Linked DNA regions of Sparus aurata: region 2 is linked to region 1. A link is a contact called in public Hi-C data. All regions are on one chromosome and are shown on one strand. The core of a region is the stretch at or near the end of the contact, and the rest is flanking DNA. Distances in the headings are between cores, read along the strand shown.

What was found. A called contact is a pair of places that touch in the nucleus more often than the background predicts.
Region 2: a contact with region 1 is called in a Hi-C map of an unstated tissue, with 4 times the contacts expected there. The contact joins the promoter of h2az2a here to the promoter of LOC115581683 in region 1. A contact is called at or near these places in 2 of 2 Hi-C or Micro-C datasets (skeletal muscle and an unstated tissue).

What each region holds. Positions count from the first base shown.
Region 1 is chr5:20,454,688-20,461,223 of fSpaAur1.1, reverse strand. It overlaps LOC115581683 (metal transporter CNNM4), which reads right to left and starts at 2,516. Exons shown (of 7, transcript XM_030416971.1): 1 at 1,054-2,516. The coding sequence starts at 2,467. LOC115581176 (nuclear factor 7, brain-like) reads left to right here and starts at 5,424. Exons shown (of 1, transcript XM_030416069.1): 1 at 5,424-6,536. The coding sequence starts at 5,654.
Region 2 is chr5:20,585,365-20,591,900 of fSpaAur1.1, reverse strand. It overlaps h2az2a (H2A.Z variant histone 2a), which reads right to left and starts at 4,241. Exons shown (of 5, transcript XM_030416835.1): 1 at 4,086-4,241; 2 at 2,926-3,003; 3 at 2,680-2,793; 4 at 2,431-2,560; 5 at 1,291-2,229. The coding sequence starts at 4,088. The coding sequence ends at 2,168. LOC115581600 (transcriptional activator protein Pur-beta) reads left to right here and starts at 4,778. Exons shown (of 1, transcript XM_030416834.1): 1 at 4,778-6,536. The coding sequence starts at 4,828. The coding sequence ends at 5,757.

The DNA.
Region 1 (6,536 bases), core at 1,267-3,766:
CATGTGTGCGTATTTGTGTCCTGTGCACGCGCGTGTGCGTGTGTGTGTGTGTGTGTGTGTGTGTGCGTGCATGCATGCGTGTGTGTGTGTGTGTGCATGGGCTGTAAGAGGAAATGCAGAAAGAGAGAAGCAAAACTGGGAAGTGTTTTTGATATCACCAATCACGAATCTGACAGACGGTTACATTTGATTCCTAAAAAAGCCTCGTCACCATCACCAGCAGAGTATGGCTGCACCATGTGGTGCATGATGCGGTTATTTTGACAGATCTTGTGATATGATTCATGAGGGAATGAATAAAATGTCCACTAAAGAAACTAATAAAATCAAGATGATGTGACATTCGTTGAGGTTTGTGTCAAACAAGCATCTGGGGAAAATCTCAGTTTCGTCACATATTTTATGAAATGTTTTGTGATTTTGGACTGTAAGAAACAAACGTACCTTCTCTGTGCTAACACCTGCCAAGGATGTCGACAGGCTAACAACAGCTTCAAACTTAAAACTAAAACTAAAGCAGCTTAGACATCAAACATCTCACAACAAGTAGTCATGTAATGTCAGTTTAACTGCGAGACAGTCAACTTCATCCCGACACTCTGGATAACGGCAGCAGCAGAATAACAAAGGTTTCCCTTACTAATCAACAAACAATAGTAAACATTGTAGGGCTTTTTCTATACCATGTCGCAGGCAAGATAACTGCAGACATCACAAGATGGCCATGCATTTTATTGCTTGGCCTGCTACACAAAAAGAGTCAAAGGTCAAACCCTCTGCAACCTCCTTGTTTAAACACAGCCTGACTGCTCACTATATCAGGAAAATAGGAGCAGTGGTTGTAACACACACACACACACACCACAACAAACTTAAGCCTCAAAAATGAGCATCAAGTTCAGACAAAACCTCTGACAGTCTCATAAACAACCAACACTGTGAGCTCAGTAAGAAACATGTCAGACCGACTCTCTGGGCCACAAATCCCTGCTACCTGTGTTGGACAACCACACAACTAATCAGGGCTTTTATCATCATCAGCTCCCCACAAACCTTTCTTGAACTCCTCCAGCATGGAGTCCAGCTTGGTGTCGTGGAAGACAAAGTGGACCGGGTGGTTGTAGAACTTGGTGATGGTCTTGAGGGTGGTGCAGTCGTCCGGGTCCACGAAGGCAAGGTCCTTGACGAAGAGGATGTCCACGATGTTGGACCGCTCGCCCTCGTACACAGGGATCCTGGTGTATCCGCTCTCCATGATCTCGGACATGGTGTTGAAGTCCAGCACGGCGTCGCTGTGGATCATGAAGCAGTTGGAGATGGGGGTCATGACATCCTCCACGGTTTTGCTCCGGAGCTCCAGCGCGCCTTGGATCATGTTGAGCTCCTCTTTGACCAGGTCGTTGTACGGCTCGGTGACTTTCAGCATCTCCACCAGCTTCTCCCTGTTGTACACGGTGCCGATCTCCTGGCCCAGGACGCAGTCGAGGATCTTGCTGATGGGCCACGACAGGGGGAAGGTTAACAGCATGAACAGCTTGGTGGCCAGGACGGTGTTCGCCCCGACAGCCAGGCCGTGCCGGGAGCACAGCGCCTGCGGGACGATCTCTCCGAAAATAACGATGCCGATGGTGGAGGCGATCACAGCGCCCACCCCGGACTTGGTGAGGTCGTCCAGGAGGGTGGTGAGGGTGGTGTTTACTAGGACGTTACCGAGGAGCAGCGAGCACAGCAGGTAGTTACCCTTCCTGCGGACGGGCTCGATCTTCCGCGCGTACTTCTTCTCCTTCTCGGTGCCGCAGCTCTGCACGATGCGGAGCTCCATCGGGTCCAGCGCCATCAGCCCCAGGTTGAGCCCGCTGAACATGCCGGATAGCACAAGCAGGAAGGCGATGATGATCGCCTGCAGCCAGATGGGCAGCAGGGACTTCTCCTCCTCCACCACCCGCAGTCTGCCGTCAATGTCGTCCAGCATGGACCACACCGGCTCCCTGTCATCCTTGCCGCGGACGCACAAGCCGAACACCTTCACCACCTCGCTCTTTCGGAGCTGCTTGATCCTGACTTGGAGCAGCCCGGAGGTGTTCTCGTTGCTTACGTTCATGGACCCTGACACCACTATATCCTTCGTGAGCTCGGAGCAAGTCCTATTGACGTGGACCATGATTGCGCCGAAAGTATCATTCTCTTTAACACTAGTGTAAAGTTCCGTGAAGCCGATGAGCTTGGAGCTGTCCGGGTACAAGTGGAGCCCGTAGAACCTGAGGAGGGTGTTGCTGCCCTCGGTCACCTGAATAACCCCTCTCTCGGTGGTCTGGGCCGGCAGGTCGCTCTTCTCCAGCCTCATGCCGAGTATCCGAGTGTTGCCCCTTGACTCCGGGGCCGCCGCTTCGGCCTGCCTGCCCACGAAAACACAGGAAAGGACGAATAAAGTTAGCGTAAACCCGCGTCCACTCGAGTCTATCGCCATGTTTGTTTCGCTCTCTGTGAACGGGGGAACTGACGTCACCTACTCGTTACCGCAGGGCCGCCCGCTCATTTGCATGCCCGCATACCTCGAACATGCAGCCAATCAGCGGCGGAGACGTCACTCGACCGAGCCCCCTCAGTTTTAATTTTTAAGGTCGACTGATGTTGTCTTCTATTAAGGTCGACTACGTGGAGGGATTTTATTCTGCAGGATCCATTTTTGTTTAAAGGTGCACTATGTAGAACTTTTAATCAGAGGAGATTTTTATTAACTGATGTATAAATAAAAACAAACTCTCTTCATGTTCATGACTGAATGAAACAGAATAAACAAACTGACCTTAAAGAAAAATCAAATTTCATATTGTTTTACTTTGTTTGTATTTGGCAGACCCTACCACCTGTCTAAAGAAAACAGCATGTTTATTCAGTTATGAAAAAAGAAAATGTCTTCTCATTGATATTGTAAATGTCAAAATTTTGAGTTTGATATCTTCTCCAAAGCTATATAGGGTCGGCCATTGAGAGTTTTCTTGTATTTGTATCTTTTCATATTTCAAATTGAGAAGAAAACAAATCAATCAATGCCATGTCTTGTTGCTTAAAATTTTCTTGGTTTTTTGAAAAGTCCAAGTGAAGTAGATTACTGAGGGAGACAATACCAATTACCTTCACATTTAGTAAGATTACACTGGTCATGTGACTATTTTACATCATTCATTAATGTTCAAATAAATGAGATCCAAAATTAAATTGAAACACCTCTCTGTCAATTGTTTTTAACATGGTTCCTCTTCTAACATGTCAGATCTGGACAAAACTACAAACCATAGCACCACAAATGTTACTTGGTAATCACTCTAACTTACCTAAATGTCTTCAGTAAGTGTCTCTGTTAACAGTGCAAATTCACTCCATTATTGTATCGTTCTGTGGATAAAGGATGCTTTGAGGTGAAGGCAAGCAAGTTACAAAAGAGTGAGGAAGTAATTTTTTTGCAGCTTTATTAATGTGTTTTTTCTGTACATTTCTGACCATGCCTTTAGATGTGGCTGCACTGTGAATCATACAGGACTATATGAACCTGATACACAACCTAAGTCTGCATCAGCCAGAAAAGCAGAAACACACAGAAAAGCTGACATGGAGGAAACAAACAGACATTCTGTCAACTCTTCTCTGTGACCTACACTCTGTCTGGTAGGGAAGTCCTTAAACCATTTTCCCTCAATGAGGACTGAACAGAAGATGGTATAGGACAGACTGAACACCCACCTGCTCCATCAACATCTGACCTTTGGCCATGTTGGCGCCAAACGGAAACATACTTACTTGGGAGGCACTACAGCCAAGATTTTAAAAAAGATTATGTGATGAGAAAGAGTGAAGAAGATTTTACACTCAAAGGTCCTATTTTCCTGTTGGGGCAACGTTGTATAGGAACCTGTCTTCAATGAGAAAGGAGCTCCATCTTGTGGTCACATAACTTTCAGTGCAGCTTGTTGAGCATCTGTGGAAACTGAAATAGATGATATTCACATCTGCTTCTCCAAATACTAATAATCAGGTTTAAAATTGTTCTATATCTGGTGGATGCAGACCCAATAATGCAGTTATCAATGTGATTTTTCTGAAAATAAAAACTGTCACATACAAGAAAATCTCCAAAAGACAAACTTGGGCTCAACTTTTCTCTGAAGGAACTGCCTGTCTGTTTTGCTGCGAGACAAAATCTGGAACATTTAAAATGTTGTTTTTTCTCATTTGCTAACATGTGATGCACATCAGATGGATGCTGCTTCAATTAAACCATCAACAGTTTTGATTCAGAATTTTGTCTGTGTGGTTGTTTCCAGTTTCTTTACATACATATGTCAGATGGTCAGGTAACTTTATGGACTTTACAAAAAAAAGAAATATGATGAATGCAGATATTTTAAAATAAATTTGTTTAAAATGATGTATTATTTAACAAAATCCTCAACCGAAGTCTTTCATTTTTAACACTTATGGGCAAACTGTTAAGTTAACTTTTCCTTTTGTAAAGTCACTTAAAGACTTATATACATAGGCAAAGGGAATAAATCATATTGGAGGAGAGATGTGCAACCTCTTGTGTTTCTCTCAGTTAAACTTTGCTCTTAAAAAGAAACATAAACAGAAGCTCTGCAGTTGTTTGAACAAAATTAAAACCTTTTTTCTTTGTTAAGTGAAACAAAACATTCAACATCATTATTTTCAGATGATACCCTTATTTTGTTGAAAACGCTGCCAATACTAGGACAATACAAACTATGTTGCTATGTTGAATTGAGGGGAAATATCGAACTCTGAATGACATCCTCACAGTGTCATCTGCTGGTGACAACGTGACATAGCCAGGCACGCGGGAAGATGTTTTAAGTAGGGGGGGCTGCCAACTGAATGAATAAATGAGTGACGTCATCGTTGTTGTTTTTTTCTGCTACTGTACCCTAGCGCATCGCACACTACTGCTGTTTTCATCTTCTTTGTTGTCCTCCTCCTCGGTGATATTCGTTTTTGTTTTGTTTTTTAAATAGGCACAGTAACGTTACTTGTAACGTTACTAATATTCCTTTCTGTTTTACTCCACGTCCACGGTTGTCACTCGCCATTGTTGTTCTACTATTCGATGCTGAAGCGGCTTCCTGGTGAGGGAGTCTCCTCCACAAATATATATATTTTTTAATGTATTTTCCCACACATTCCCACAACTCTATTTACACCCCATATAATTTATATATATATATATATATATATATATATATATATATATATATATATATATATATATATATATGTATGTATGTATGTATGTATGTATGTATGTATATACTTTTTCTTTTATATATACCGGTATATTTATTTCAAACATTTAGGTTTACAGTGATGTTACACCCTGCAGCCACCATCAGGGGGGGCTGCAGCCCCGGAAGCTCCCCCCTTCCCGGGCTACTGGACATAGCAGCATTTATTATGGTAAAAATTTAACCCCGTGACAGAGGTGAAAGGAAACGAAAGTAAATTTTGACGTTGTTGAACAGAGCTGAGACGCCATTATAGGGTGTGAGATCTCTGCTGGAAAACAAATTGGTGAATTTCAAGCAATCAAGATTAGAGACAGAAACTTGGTGAGTCCTGCTGTGAAAAATATCTTTAGTAACAAATGGCTGAGAAACATTCTGCTCTATTTGAAAGTTTCCTGAGCTGCCATGTGTGTTCAGAGACTTTCAGAGATCCTGTGTCTCTGAGCTGCAACCACAGCTTCTGTTCAAGCTGCCTGAAAAAGTTCTGGGAACAAGCTGAAAACAAAAACTGTCCCATTTGTAAAAGAAAATGCTCCAAAGACAATACTGTGGTGAACTTTGCACTGAAGGAACTGGCTGACTCCTTTGCTGGGAGACAGAAATCTGGATCATCTGAGACAGAAAAGGGAGAGAAGAAGGTGGAGGTGGTGTGTAGTAAACATCAAGAAGAGCCTAAATTGTTCTGTGAGGACGAGCAGAGAGCTGTGTGTCATGTGTGTGACTTTCCTCACCATGCCGGTCACAAGGTGGTTCCTGTAGAACAAACAGTCAGTGAGCTGAAGGAGCAGCTGAAATCTGACTTGAAGTCTCTACAGGACAAGAGGAACAAATACAAACAAGTGAAGGAAACATACAATGAAGTGATTCAACACTCCAAGAAGCAGCTGTTGTCCACAGAGAGGCAGATCAGAGCAGAGTTCAACAAGCTCCACCAGTTCCTGAAAGAGGAAGAGGAGTCCAGACTGGCAGCTCTGAGGGAGGAAGAGGAGCAGAAGGGGAAGACTGTCAGCAGAGAGATGAAGATGATTGAGGAGCAGCTCTCCTCTCTGTCAGACAGTATCTGTGCTGTTGAAGAAGAGCTGCAGAAACACAACGTGCCATTCCTCAGCAGTTATAAAGCCACTCAGACCAGAGCCAGAGTCCCGTGCTCACTGTCAGATCCACAGCTGGTCTCAGGAGCGCTGATAGATGTGGCCAAACACCTGGGCAACCTGTCCTTCAGAGTCTGGGAGAAGATGAAGG
Region 2 (6,536 bases), core at 2,992-5,491, 130 kb before region 1:
TAAACTGCTCTAGGACATCATTGGAATGTGTCATTTGTTCAGATGAATGCCTTTGAGGCATACAGTTCAGTGTGTGTGTGCGTCTGTCTGTGCAGCTCATATAAAGTGATACATCTCCATCTTTCTGATCAATTATATCAGGATTTGTGCTTTTGCATCAGCCTCTGAACCTCAGCACATTGTACAGCTGTCTGGACCTTGTATTTGTGGTCTTGCTGGTGGGTTTTATATAGAGACATGTAAGACTCTATATGCAGGAGACACAGACAGGCTGTGTTTTGCTTAAATCTAAACACACCTTGAAATATCAATACAATAATCAATTGTGTGTATTGAGAAACACGAAATCCAGTTTTCAGTGAGTAGTGTTTTCATTATCATTTTATCTATTTTCTAATTTTATCTTATTTTGTTTTAATTTTTTTCACAAGAATTGATTCAGGGCAGCAGAACCTCATTTCAAATCCCAATCCCTAAAATTTGAAATTACAATCATGCTTAATAGCAGAAAAATAAGTATTTTAATCAAGTGCAAATAATTATAATGTATTTTATGTATGAAAAAGTATAGTCTGGAATCCTGGAAATTCAATTTAAAAGTAGCAGGCAGATCCCTAGTCATATATCCTTATTTTAATATGTTATATCCATTGTATTCCTGTAATGCATTCATATAGCAGCAGAAGAAAATAATGCCCCAGGAATTTCAAACATGCGCCCAAAAATGTGTTTCTGTTACCACATCAGGTTTGTCTTATTGTCATGTTGCTAATGTGGCACATTTATGGTGCATCTCTGAAGCAGGAATGGAAGGAATAATATTATATGCTGTTCATCTCAGTTTTCAAAATACCTAGATGTTGTTGTGAATGCCAGTGGCTCCCCCTGCTGGCACATTGCAAAGCTGCAGGAGAAATCATGTGGCTACTCTGTCAGAAATGTCACATTTTATGGTGAGGTAACCAAGTTATGATCTTTATGATGGTCAAGTTATGATTCACTTTGTCAAACAAAGTATACTTTTTTTAAACCAAGACAGCATAACAGTCAACAATTCTTTAAAACGCAGAAATTAACTTGGTGCAACAGTTCTAAATTATGAAATTAATTTCTCCTGCTGAAATTATATCCTGCTTAAATAATCCAGATGTTTGACAACTATTCTGTTAAACAGACAGCATTGTTTTACCACCCTCCCATGTACTGTTGGACAGCTGAAGCACCTCAAACATCACATACTACACAACTCCAAAATGAATGTCAAGTACTGGTTTCAAACGAAGCCATGGATAACATGCAACGGGTATTTATTCAAAGATAAAATACGTCATTTCCCTGAACACAGCTTTTAGAAAAGACTCTTGACTTCTTAACTTGAAAAATGTTATGGATGGGACATTTCAGTTTGTGCATACATTTAAGAACTGTGGGTACACTTCAAAGTACTGATATGGTTCACATCTGCCAGATGTTCGCTCTTCTCCATACACCACGGTACCAATCACATAGCAGTGGCACGACAGACAGATGGCTCCACAGTGAGGCAAAAACACTGCAGGATCAGAATCCTGATTGCAGCAGTGTTTAATACATTTATGAACTGCTAGTAACAACACAAGAAGGTAGCAGAGGTTGCAATAAGTAGTTTTCAAAGATATTTCACTTTGATGTAAAAAAATTCAACTTTTAATACATCAATATCCTTGTGCAGTTCAAAATATTACAGTAAGTCAAGAGGAAAAAAAGCACCATCTCACATTTAGCTGTTATTCATGCTGATGTCCAAAACAATCTGCTTAAAAACTTGTAATATAGTAAATATTGTAACTTCAAGAAAATAACCACAAAACAAGTTTTTATATAAAAAATGGTTTTAACAATTTCTTTTTTCAGTATAAAACATTACAGAGTCCCAGGCCAATCAAACAAATTCACTGTCACCATTTGAAATAATCATGAACTCCCCAGTCAAACGTACTACTATAACATACAAAGGGTTTTTTGTCGTTAAGGGATTTTATGTACTTTTTTTCTAGTTATGGGAAAATATTACAACACAAAGCCTAACAATCACTCTTCTTTTGCTATAATATTAATAAAAAAGAACAAATGTGAACTCCTGGTCCTATCAAAGCCCAAGCCCCGAAATTTCTGGTCAACATGGCATCTATGCAGTCTTCTGCTGGCCCTTCTTCCCAATGAGGGATTTGTGGATGTGGGGAATGACACCTGAAAACAAAAGAAAACATTAGTGAGACCAAATGTTTGATGCAAAAGCAGTTGTGAGTGGCAGAATAATATTTCTACTGAATATAACAAACAGAGTGAGCAGATCACTGCGGCACTGAAGAGAATATGACGCACATACAATGAAGACAATCAATCAATCAATAAATAAGCAGATTTTTGTTTGGGAAACTGCCAGCTCACCTCCTCCAGCAATTGTTGCCTTGATGAGGGAGTCCAACTCCTCATCACCACGGATGGCGAGCTGCAAATGACGGGGAGTGATACGCTTCACCTTCAAGTCTTTGGAGGCATTGCCCGCCAACTCTAGTACCTGAGAAAAAAAAGACCACGAATGACGCAAACAGCACCATCTCACACAGAAACACGATATGACGTGATTAACAGTGTGCAATATTATCAATAAACATGCACAAAATTGGGAACGCTTACTTCAGCAGTGAGGTACTCAAGAATAGCAGCACTGTACACAGCTGCTGTGGCTCCTACACGACCATGACTGGTTGTGCGGGTCTTCAAGTGCCTGTGGATACGACCCACTGGGAACTGGCAGGAAACAGACAAGACAGTGGTTTGAGTCAAGCAAAAAAAAAAAAGGGCGAACCCTCTGTGACCAGGAAGGTTGGCACACAGGATATGCAGTAAAACCACATGCATATAAGAACCAAAGAGATTTACCTGCAGCCCAGCCCTCTGGGAGCGGGACACTGCTTTCGCCTTGGCTTTGCCACTGTCTTTTCCTGCCTTGCCACCAGCCTGCATGGGTTGAAATATCAAACAAGCGCATTAGATCAGACAAGCAAGACAAAAAATCTGAAGCAGAAATGTGAGGCTCCAGTGCTTGTACTGTGTGTGAAAGAACAAGCCCTGCATAGCAAGAACTTGACAGCATCCCCTCATTTGTTTGAATGAAATTTAACCAAATAATAGCTGGTGAAGTGGTTCAATGACAAAAAATGGAAATTAACCAAATAAGAAAGTCAAAGCAGACGCACCGCATTAGCACGTCAATGGATAACAGATGCCGATTAAACTAGTATTGCTTTCCCGCCAATCAAAGGTAAAACATAAACACAGAAGAGCGGCATCAGTTGTTGTTGCCAGAAATTGCCCGCATAAAATGATTAAAATCAAAATAACCACATGAAGTTGAGAAACCTAACACAGACTCGTTCTAACAAAAAAACACGAGATGCTGTTAGCGGGCTGCTGCCACAGACCCCGCGACAAACACAAAACAGACGCGCCGCTTTAAGACGGTCAACTGTGAGTTTTCATTCACAAATTCCAACAGGAGAAAAGTTTGCCTCAAAGTCAACTAAGCTAGGCACAGAGAAATCATAGACTGAATTTTTCTCCAGTTCACTTATTTGTGGAGGTATTGTGAACGACTTACGGTCAACTACGAGCAGTGAACCAACCGTTAAGCTAATGAAATAGCTAAACTTAGCTTCTTGGTTGCTAATGGTTGCTAATCCACCTTTCAGAGGGGCTCGGGCTACACCGAGTGAAAAAACACGTTAATATGAAACCGGATTCATACTTTTAATGAAGCGCTTCGTTTCTGCAAAAGATTAACTATCCGGAAAAACAACCCATCGTGGAAAATATATCACTTCTACCGGGAAGGCAACAAAATTCAGACTTCTCGCGCTACTGGTAATGCTAACGTGTTAGCTGACAGTTAGCTCTTTAGCAAGCTTTTTGACCACACACCTTCTGCTCGAATTTCCTCAGTTTACATTTAAAACAACACTTTCTACAGAAGCAAATTAATTGCAGCACTAATGTGCCGAAACCCCAGATGATTCATTTAATATTCGCCGAGGCGCACATACCATTTTTCCGTCTCTTTATTTGATTGTAGAACTGAGTAGATACCAAACAATTTCAGCTCCCGAAAGCAAAGAAACAATAAACCCTTTCGGAAATCTTTTGGATGAGACCCCTCGTGGGAGTCCAGACAGCCAATCAGAGAGTGTGTTGTTACTTCGAATCTCTGTTCCGACCAATCGCCAAACGGCTTGCAGAGCATTCACCCATCCCCCACCGTAAGATCGCCGTGCCTGCCTTTGCGCACGAAACCAACAAGTAGGCGGGACTGTGAGTGGAGTGTCCTTCCAGGGGCATCCGTCCCAAAAATGCACAAAATACATAATCAGGAGGCCATTGTTGAATTAAATTCCTAAATTTCCGCACAAGGACACTCATCGCGTCTTCAAATACAGGTACTTCTATACTGACTGCATAGGGGAACTGGTAATGGCAACAGTAAATCATCAAAGGACAAATTACCCATTGCAAATATATGTTGGTACACAACTTTAACACTGACACGGACTGCTGGTATGTATTGCAAATAAAATGTATACTCGAATGTCATACAGGAGGCGGTTGTGTGTTAATAACAGACAGGACAACTGGCGAATTACACGCAAGCTCTTTATCTGATGTTTTGACTGGCGGCTGAAGCGGCCAATCAGAGCACAGCAGGCAGCGTCCGGTTTCCTCTGCGAGCTCGGCAAGCAAGGGGGGGTGGGGGTCAAAGATACGCAGAGAAACGGGCTGCTGGTGGCGAAGATGGCGGATGGGGACAGTGGCAGTGAGCGCGGTGGCAGCAGCGGCGGCGGCGGCGGAGGGGGAGGAGGAGGAGGCGGCGGGTTTCAGCATTACCAGCGAGACTCGGAGACCCAAGAGCTGGCCTCGAAGCGATTGGACATTCAGAACAAACGCTTCTACCTTGACGTGAAGCAGAACGCCAAAGGCCGGTTCATCAAAATCGCCGAGGTCGGCGCCGGGGGCTCGAAAAGTCGGCTGACCCTCTCGATGTCAGTTGCGGCAGAGTTCCGCGACTACCTGGGGGATTTCATAGAGCACTACGCCCAGCTTGGGCCTAGCACCCCGGAGCAGATTGCTCAGTCTTCCGGTGGGGATGACACCGGGCCTAGACGGGCCTTGAAGAGCGAGTTCCTGGTGCGTGAGAACCGAAAATACTACCTCGATCTGAAGGAGAACCAGCGGGGTCGCTTTCTCCGGATCCGACAGACCGTCAACCGAGGCCCCGGTTTCGGAGTGGGGGTGGGTGGCATCCCCGGCGCTGGCCTGCAGGCCGGACAAACCATCGCACTCCCGGCCCAGGGCTTAATAGAGTTCCGCGACGCTTTGGCCAAGTTGATAGACGACTACGGCGGAGATGAGGAGGAGCTGTCCGGCGGCGGAGGGGCCGGGGGCTACAGCGAGCTTCCGGAGGGCACCTCGATCATGGTGGACTCCAAGCGGTTCTTCTTTGACGTGGGATCCAACAAGTACGGAGTTTTCTTACGGGTGAGCGAAGTGAAGCCCAGTTACAGAAACTCTATAACAATCCCCTTCAAGGCTTGGGGTAAGTTCGGGGGAGCGTTCAGCCGCTACGCCGAGGAAATGAAAGAGATCCAGGAGCGACACCGGGATAAGATGTACGAGAGGAGAGCCGGAGAGGAGTCGGAGGGTGACGACGTGGAAGACGATTGATGGAGAGGTGGCTAACTTAGTTGTGATGAAGCTGACAACATGATGCAAAGCCTGGCGAGAAACGGAGAGAGGAACGACTATTCTGTGCATGACGAATCGAACTTTAAAATGCTAAAACAAACGGATAAAAAAAAAAGTATATTTGACTGAGAAAATTACTGTTTATATAAGAGAATCATGTTCTAAAGTTTAGGTGGATGTTATAGCTAAATGAGTGCAGACTGCAGAAGTCAGCTCCTGTATGAGATTCCCCATTGATATAAAACATGTATAAAAAATGTCACTATATATATATCTATCTTAACATATATATATATATATATATATTGATCGTCTATTTGATAAGGTCACGCACCTAGCCCAGCAAATTAAGTTTGACAGTGCTCAAGACACAGCAGCAGGCTGCCAGTCTCACTTCCTGGTTGTTATCCAATGGTAAGAGCTCCCCTGGTGCTGACCTGTAGTCTGTGATGATATTAAGGAAGTGTGACATACTCACAGAAGCAGGTGCAGAGTGGGAGTGAGACAGAGCGCCTGCATCACTCACCATGGCTGTGTGTGTTTTTTGTCTAAAATGACCTGTAATGGACCGCTTACCAAGACAGACCCACACCACCCGGAGCCACAGACTCAGCTATAGGGGGCATCCTTGGCATCGCAGGACATCCGCTTGGCCCAGCGAGGTCCCGTAAGGTGATCTGTTACAAGCACAGGACTCATTTGGATTTCCATGGACAATCCAAATAAGTCCAAAATGACCTCCCACTCTCTTCCTTCCT